Linked DNA regions of Zea mays: region 2 is linked to region 1. Evidence: chromatin contacts called from public Hi-C data. All regions are on one chromosome and are shown on one strand. The core of a region is the stretch at or near the end of the contact, and the rest is flanking DNA. Distances in the headings are between cores, read along the strand shown.

The links. A called contact is a pair of places that touch in the nucleus more often than the background predicts.
Region 2: a contact with region 1 is called in a Hi-C map of ear, with 2.7 times the contacts expected there. The contact joins two enhancer-like sites. A contact is called at or near these places in 2 of 25 Hi-C or Micro-C datasets (ear and tassel).

The regions. Positions count from the first base shown.
Region 1 is chr9:72,465,199-72,468,965 of Zm-B73-REFERENCE-NAM-5.0, forward strand. No RefSeq gene overlaps it. Among protein-coding and RNA genes, the nearest start is that of LOC103638469, 22 kb to the left of the region's middle. Within about 2 kb of position 1,498, at least 17 of the 20 cell types and tissues checked have an H3K27ac peak or open chromatin away from gene starts, as enhancers often do. A contact at or near this core is called in ear and tassel, where this site is marked.
Region 2 is chr9:72,828,386-72,831,967 of Zm-B73-REFERENCE-NAM-5.0, forward strand. No RefSeq gene overlaps it. Among protein-coding and RNA genes, the nearest start is that of LOC109942545, 44 kb to the left of the region's middle. Within about 2 kb of position 1,611, at least 17 of the 20 cell types and tissues checked have an H3K27ac peak or open chromatin away from gene starts, as enhancers often do. A contact at or near this core is called in ear and tassel, where this site is marked.

The sequences.
Region 1 (3,767 bases), core at 248-2,747:
ACTGTACGTGCGTACTGTGCTGTCAACCCAGAAGCAGCCTCCCCTACTCGTATATATACAGGCGCAGAGGGAGGCCAACGAGGCCAATAGACAGTAACGGTTGCCATCAGAGCTACCGTTACACACATCAATGACGTTCGTTACTAGCTGACACCCATTACTGTTAGGAATGAATATTCGGACCAAGGTCCGATCTACCACGACCATGGCCCTGCCCGGCCGGCGGCGTGCGCGTGTGGCAGTTCTTCACCCTTTTCTCATTTTTTCAATAGATGCACCGACGGTCCACCTATTTAAGTTGATTAAATTGTTCATTAAACTTTCGGTATGGTACTAAAGTACTAGTAAACCGTAGCATTAAAGTGGACATCTAACATTGTTTATTATTAATATTAATATGGGTAAGACCCACATTAATTCAATAGATAGAGCCCTACTTTTGCATCTAAATGATTATTACTTCCGTTCTCGAAAATTTGTCGTCCGTTGGTTTATTTTTAAACTAAAACATGAAAAGAAGGGAGAGAGTATTATTTAGAAAAGGCGCCGCTAAATTAACAAACAAAAATTGCCGTCTAAGTTACATTATCTAGGATCAACAGGAGACTGGAAAAATAGAAATACAATATCGTGCCATGACAGAAACAATGGAGAGAGAGAAAGAGAGAAGATGTTACCTTCGTGTTCCACTGGAAACTTGTAACAGTTGTGTCTCTTTAAAATAAGGTCAAATGCAATAGCAGAGAGTCCGGCAAAATATCCCAACCTGACCGGACAATCCGTCCTAAAGCTGTGGCGCAGATCAATGCCGCCGCACGGTCGCACCGGAGCCGCTGTCTGACTGGCGCACGTCGCGCTGCCTCTGCGGACGGGACGTCGAACATGGGACGCACAGAGACACCCCTCTCCGCGCCGCGACCGCGCGGGCGTCGCTGGCGAGCACCCGCCACCGCCAGCGACAGGAGTCAGCACTCAGCAGTGGCCACTATGCTCGCATCGCATCGCAGCGCATCGCATGTGGCGTGCCGAGACTGCCGCATGTGAGTTTCTGCTCCACAACTGGGTATCGCACCAGTCTAGCGCATTGCGGCAAAAGGAGCCAGACGCCGGCCGACCCGCTGCGCGCGGTGTTACCGACCAGAGGGGGAGCAGTGGTCGAGGTCCAACTTGGCTGATTGGATCGGGGAAGAATATTGAGCTCTCTCTTTCTCACTGTTTATGTTTGTGGTAGTGAGAGGCGGCCGCACTAGCAGCCAGCAGCACAGCATGCGTCGCGGACGAGGCCGCTAGTTTGGACTTGGACGGATGCCGGCCGGTTGCATTGATGCACCATGCAAAAATGCCTATAGTTTTCGTCGTATCAGCTGAATGATTTTCGTCAACAATGGCACGACAAAAAATAGTTTTATATCAACAGAAATAAACTAATATCTGTTAGCATATAGCCCACGCTACGATCGTAAGGAGGGGAGAGGAGGGGTTAGCTGTGGCCGCGGTGGCAAGCGTGAGGGAGAGAGGACGGTGGGGACACATGAGAGGGAGAGGTTGGGTCACGGGAGTGAGATGAGGAATTATCCAAATAATATTGTCTATTCAGCAATAATGTGAACTCTTGGTTTTGATGGTGTGTCAAACATATGTGCAATTTGTTTGGTAATTTTAGTAGAGCTTATGAGTGTGGAGGTGATTTGTTTGGGTGGGTTTTATAAAGTTTAAACTAATAGATTATATAATAGTATAGATATTTTTTTACTAGCTTCTGATTCTTACATATTAATAGATAAAAACTAGTGGCTTGACAAATATTCATTAATCGTTAAGCTATCCGTGATTTTGGTTAAGAGGGTGGATGATCCAGCCTCATCCGCCAGTGGCTTCAAAAGCGTGCTAGTAAAATCAAGGCTGGGCATTTGGTTTTACCCCACAATTCGGGTCGGATTTTTTTGGTTTTTAAAAGTTCGGGTTTTAACAAGTGAGAACCGAAATAGACATTGGGTATTTGAGAACCGAATATTCGGGTAACTGAAATTGATAATAGGTTTTCGTGTTTGCCCGAATTATACCAACCATCCGCCAATCTGCCATATAGGCGTCCAACACATACAGGAGTACAGAATACAGACATACAGTCCATATGCACAGGCGGTCCAGCACATCTGTACATACTGAGATACACGCGTTCAGCACAACTTCAATCTGGCAGACTCAAATATACCACAACTCTCCGGTCACCATTCTGCACAAGCATAAGCACAAGTGCACAAGTGCGTTCAGCAATCAGCCCAAGTGCACAACTCCGGTCAGCATTCTGTGATTCACTGATTCTAATATAGCAAAACCACAGAAGCACTGACAGAGACACAGAGTAACAGTCCAACAGAGGCGGCGACCGGCGGGCGGGCGGGCGGGCGGTGACCGGTGTCTGTGGCTCTGCGTCACTGCATGGCCAGGAGGAGGTGCCGCGGTGGCAGGCGTCTGCGTCTGCCCACTCGCCCAGGTGAGAGCCGGGAGGCATGGCAGGCTGGCCGGCTGGCGGCCGTCGGGCCTGCGGCCTGCAACTCTGCGAGTGAGAGACAGTGGATGGCATTGGAAGGTGGCTGCGACGTGGAGTGCCAGACTGCCGGTGCCAAAGTGGGCGACGAGCTGACGACGGTAGACGGCAGAGGCGCAGACGGCACTGGGCACTAGACAATGGCGGGCGGCGGCCACCGGACCTGGAGTCCTGGACTGCCTGCAAGGCTGCAACCCTAACACAATACTGCAGTCTCCAGTAGCACAGTGTCCAGGACCTCCAGGTAAGGCCGGCAGTTCGGCACTCGGCACGACAGGTTTGGGCCTTGGCTAGTTGCCCAGTGCTGGGCGCCTGGTGTCAGCTGGTGTTGGGGCCTGTTCGGGCCTTTCGGTTAACCGAAATAAAAAAAACCGATTTTTTACATTTAATTCGGTTTTTTTGAACATATACCCGAAATAAAAACCGAGTCCTGAAATATCGTTCTATTCGGTCTCGGTTTTGAGTGTTTTGAGTTCGGTTTTCGGTGTCGGTTTCTTTTGCCCAGTCCTAGAAAAACGGCCGACCAACTAGCTGTATAGGTGTACATGTAAGGCAAATCACAATGGACATTTCATAACACTCTTTCCAACACTGCCACATCATGAAGAGTGTCATGAAACTAAGAATAAAACAATGTTTCTCAATGCAAAATTTCACTTCATTATTTTATAGACTAACATACCAATTAAATGTTGCAACTAAACAACCAATAGAAATCAGTAAAATATATGAAGATGAAACAAATTACTCTCAATGGAGGTTTCACACGATTTCCAAGACCTTGGAAACGGGTTGACATGGTTTCATCCCCATGAAACCAATTTCATCCCATGAAACTCATTTATCTTAAATTCTATGTCATGTCATCTAAAATAGTGTTGTGACACACTATTAAATGTGCATGAAACCATCATAAAACTATTGTTGTAAATAGCCTAAGGTTGGCTATTCGCAAAGAAGGTTTCATGGAGAGTTTCATGGTATTAATTACTATATGGCACTGTTTAAATGAGGGAAGAGAAGAAACCCGTTTCATTTCCAAGACACTTTGCTAACTCATTTCTAAGACATATGAAATTGCGTGAAACGCCTACTGTGACCACCATCATTTCATGGCGGGTCCCGCGCAACTCCCGCGTGCCCTCTTCCCTCACGAAAACCCCCACGCGCCCAAATTTCTCTCACGATATCCCCCCCCCCCCCCCCCCCCCCCCCC
Region 2 (3,582 bases), core at 361-2,860, 360 kb after region 1:
AGATCGGCACCAACAACCTATTCATGACCTATCGAGCCTAGGCCTGAGTGCCCTGGCAATCTACAGGGTCCCGCAACACAACAAGCCACGCCGAGACTTAGGCTACAAAGGCTAGAAATCAGCATGGAACAGAGAGAGTAATAATGATGCAAGAGCTCCTCGCCGCCCTCGCGCAGCCAGACTTAAAGAGCCTGGCCAGAGAAGCTTAGATGATCAAGGCACGTAACAACAATCATGATTTTACCAGGCTAGAACGCTTCGTTCTACCACAACGCAGTGATTCCTTCCATGAAAAGCTACCTTTAACCAACTCCCTCCTTGGTCTATAAAAGGGGGAGGGTCGACTGAGAAGAGGAGAAAAAGGACAACGGAGGCAAAGCCGAAGAGCACACCGCAACGATGCCCAAGGCTTAGCTAGGCAGTGAACACCAAATTCGTAGTCCTTACATCCTACTATGCATAAGAGACTTGGGAGCTCCTCCCTCTCTCGCTGGCTTGTAACCCCTACTACGAGCATTGGGCAACAAAGTGTCAGTACCGCAAGCCATGGAAGACTGGATGTAGGGACGTTTTGCTCGAACCAATATAAATCATGCACCCAATGGGCACACCATTCGGATCTAGAACACATAAAACAAATTTACTTGTTTGAGCTAGTTTGAAACACCGACAGTTGGCACGCCATATAGAGGCCTTGCTCGTTCTCAATGCCATCTCCACTAAGATTCGAATGGCTAGCCACGACGCCGTTTGGGCCCCCGGAACGACAATCCGTTTTGGAAGCCTCGACTTTGTCGTCGATAGCGAGGGAAAATGATTAGGGCCCCAAAAGCCCAATCCCCCTCGATGAAGGGTTTGGTTGACATCGCTAGAGGCTTCGGAGGCCTCCAGCTCAGCCCCCTCAGTAGAATGATAGACAGAGGTGCATGATAGGACCCTCCCATGTTAAGTTCGTAGGAATGATAAACCTATTAGGGATTCATTCCATGACCTCTACTTGTAGAGATCAAAATACGGACATAACTCCTCATCCAGTGGAGCAAGTCATTACCCAGCTCAGGAGTGCTTTGTAGCTAGCATTCCGGAGAAACGCTCTCCATTCGCGGGAAGTCCAAAGGGAACCCCCACCTGTGTCACGATGCGCGCGACAACGTTTGCCCGCCTCGACTCGATCTACCTCACTAAAGGATACCACCGGGACCGAGTCCTTCCCAGAGTAGCCGGTACCTCTTGTCCGGCAATCAAGGGACGCCACGGTAGCAGTCGGCCCAACCATGACAAGATGGTAGACGAGCACGCGCTACAATGCCAAACATCTGTCACTGCATAATCCATGATGAAAGTGGACCACCATGGTTCCCTTGAGCAAGCCACAACATCGCGGTCCCCGCGACACTCCTCTATAGGCTCCTCGAAGATGAGACACCGGGCGAATGAAGGACTCAACATGAGATCCGGGGACTCCTTGGCCTCGCTGTGCAATAGCAGGTCAAGAGCTCCAAGTCACGATGACGAGAGCCAGAGGTCGACCAGTGTACCACGTTCACACTGTTGGGAAACAACGCTTTATCGGGTCAGCTACTCGAGTATGATGAGGGAGGCGTGACACGGGTCCCACCCCTATCAGGGCCTAAGGTCAGGCAGGAACGTGCGGAGCGTTCCTGACCCAGGGCCTCAAGGTAGAGGGCCCGAAGGACCGGGCATCGGTCGTCGGTACAACCAGCGCCATAGAGGGCGCTTTGACCCTAATGAGGACCAAAGTTTAAGCTCGCCTCTGTTGGTCCCTTAAGATTTTGGCCGCCACATCCTCCAGGCGCCAGTGCCGCAACGGTAGAGGGCACCCACAAACATCGCCGAAGTACTCGGGAGAATCGAATCCTAGCCTATGGCTGGGGGATTACCGGCTAGTTTGCCAAGCGGGAGGGCAAACCATAATGAATTTGTAATCTAGAACCTCCCCTATACTTGGTGGACTTGGCTCGAGCGCGGTTGGAGAATCTGAGGCCCGCCCGGATGTATCCAGAGTTGGGTCGACCTTGAGGAACTTTTTGTCAGAAATTTCCAAGGCACGTATGTACGACCAGGCAACCTGTGGGACCTCAAGAACTACCGGCAGAAGCCGAATGATACCTTGAGGGATTACATCTGACGCTTCTCGCGATAGTGCAATGAGTTGACTAACCTCACCGATGTTGATGTTATCAGCGCATTCATTTTAGGAACCAGGAGTGAGACTCTAGTACACAAGTTGGGGCATAAAAGGACACGAACCACAAAAAACTCTTGGATATCACAACTAGTCACACGTCAGGGGAAAATGCGATGAGGCAATCCTCGACCACCACAAGCAGAGAGCCAAACATGACAAAAGAGCCCGATGGTGGAACCAACAGGCAGCTTGAGAAGAGAAAGAAGAAAGACAAGCAGCAGCACGACGACATGCTAGTAACCGCGACGGGCCAGAAAGGGATGAATCTTTCAACTAAAGAAGCCACCGAACATTTCTGTAAATGTGCTTTTGGCATACATTTTACAGAACCTGGCACCTTCGGGTTTTTATGGTTTTCAACAGGCGAACGGTCCGCGCCTGAGGCCGGACGGACCGCACATGGCGCCAATCGGTCTTCACTTATCTTCCAGACGGTCCGTTGTGGAAATGTGCTTTTGGCATAGTTCCTGTCCGAAATGCATCGAGGTGTCACGGACGGTCCGGGCACAAGTGATATTTCCAAAAAGAGGTCTATCAGTCCATGATGCGCTATTTTGAGGGTTGATCTTTCTTGAAGCGTTTTCTGAGTACATGAATTTGTAACTTAGCAAACTAGTTAGTTCATAAGGTTGTGATTGTCATCAAGCACCAAAATCAATTAGAGAAAATGGATAAGGCCATTTCCCTATCGCCTCGAACCTAAGGTAGAAGAAAGGAATGACAATACGGTCCCACATGTCACATACTCAGAGCAAACAACTGCGAGGGGAAAACAGTTTGATGTCTGGGTCCCACCTATCGGTCTTCGGGCAAGCAGTTGCGCCAGGGTCTGTGAGAGGGAACTTGGGTTGGCCACTCGGCCTAGTCGACTATAGGGAGGTAAAGCTAGCTAGGCTAGAGAAAGAAGTGACTCGAGAACGATTTTTGTTTTTTATTCTTTTTGGTCACTCGTTTTTTATTTCTTCATGGGATCAAAAACAAGGCAACACAATTAGATCAAGGTTCACCTTCATCCTTTAATTCTTCCACATCTGGGAGAGGGTTCTTTAAAGGATGAAGATGCAAAAAAGTGAGTGGACGAAATGTAAAGGGCATCTAAAATAAATTGCGCGTAATGAAAATGTAAGACACTCGATTTAACCTTAAAAGTTATTACTTTCTCCTCCTCTTTATTATTCAACAAAAAATTACATTATACCTTCAGCTTCGTGAGATTACAATATGAAGGTAAAAGAAATACAACTTGGTAGGCAGAGCAATTCATTCCTCTCCAACCAAAAAGCATGAACAAAGTATGACACTGTTTCTCTATTTATAGTTGCGAGGTATAATTTCGGCAAAATTATAATTGTGCACTTAAGCCTATACATTTG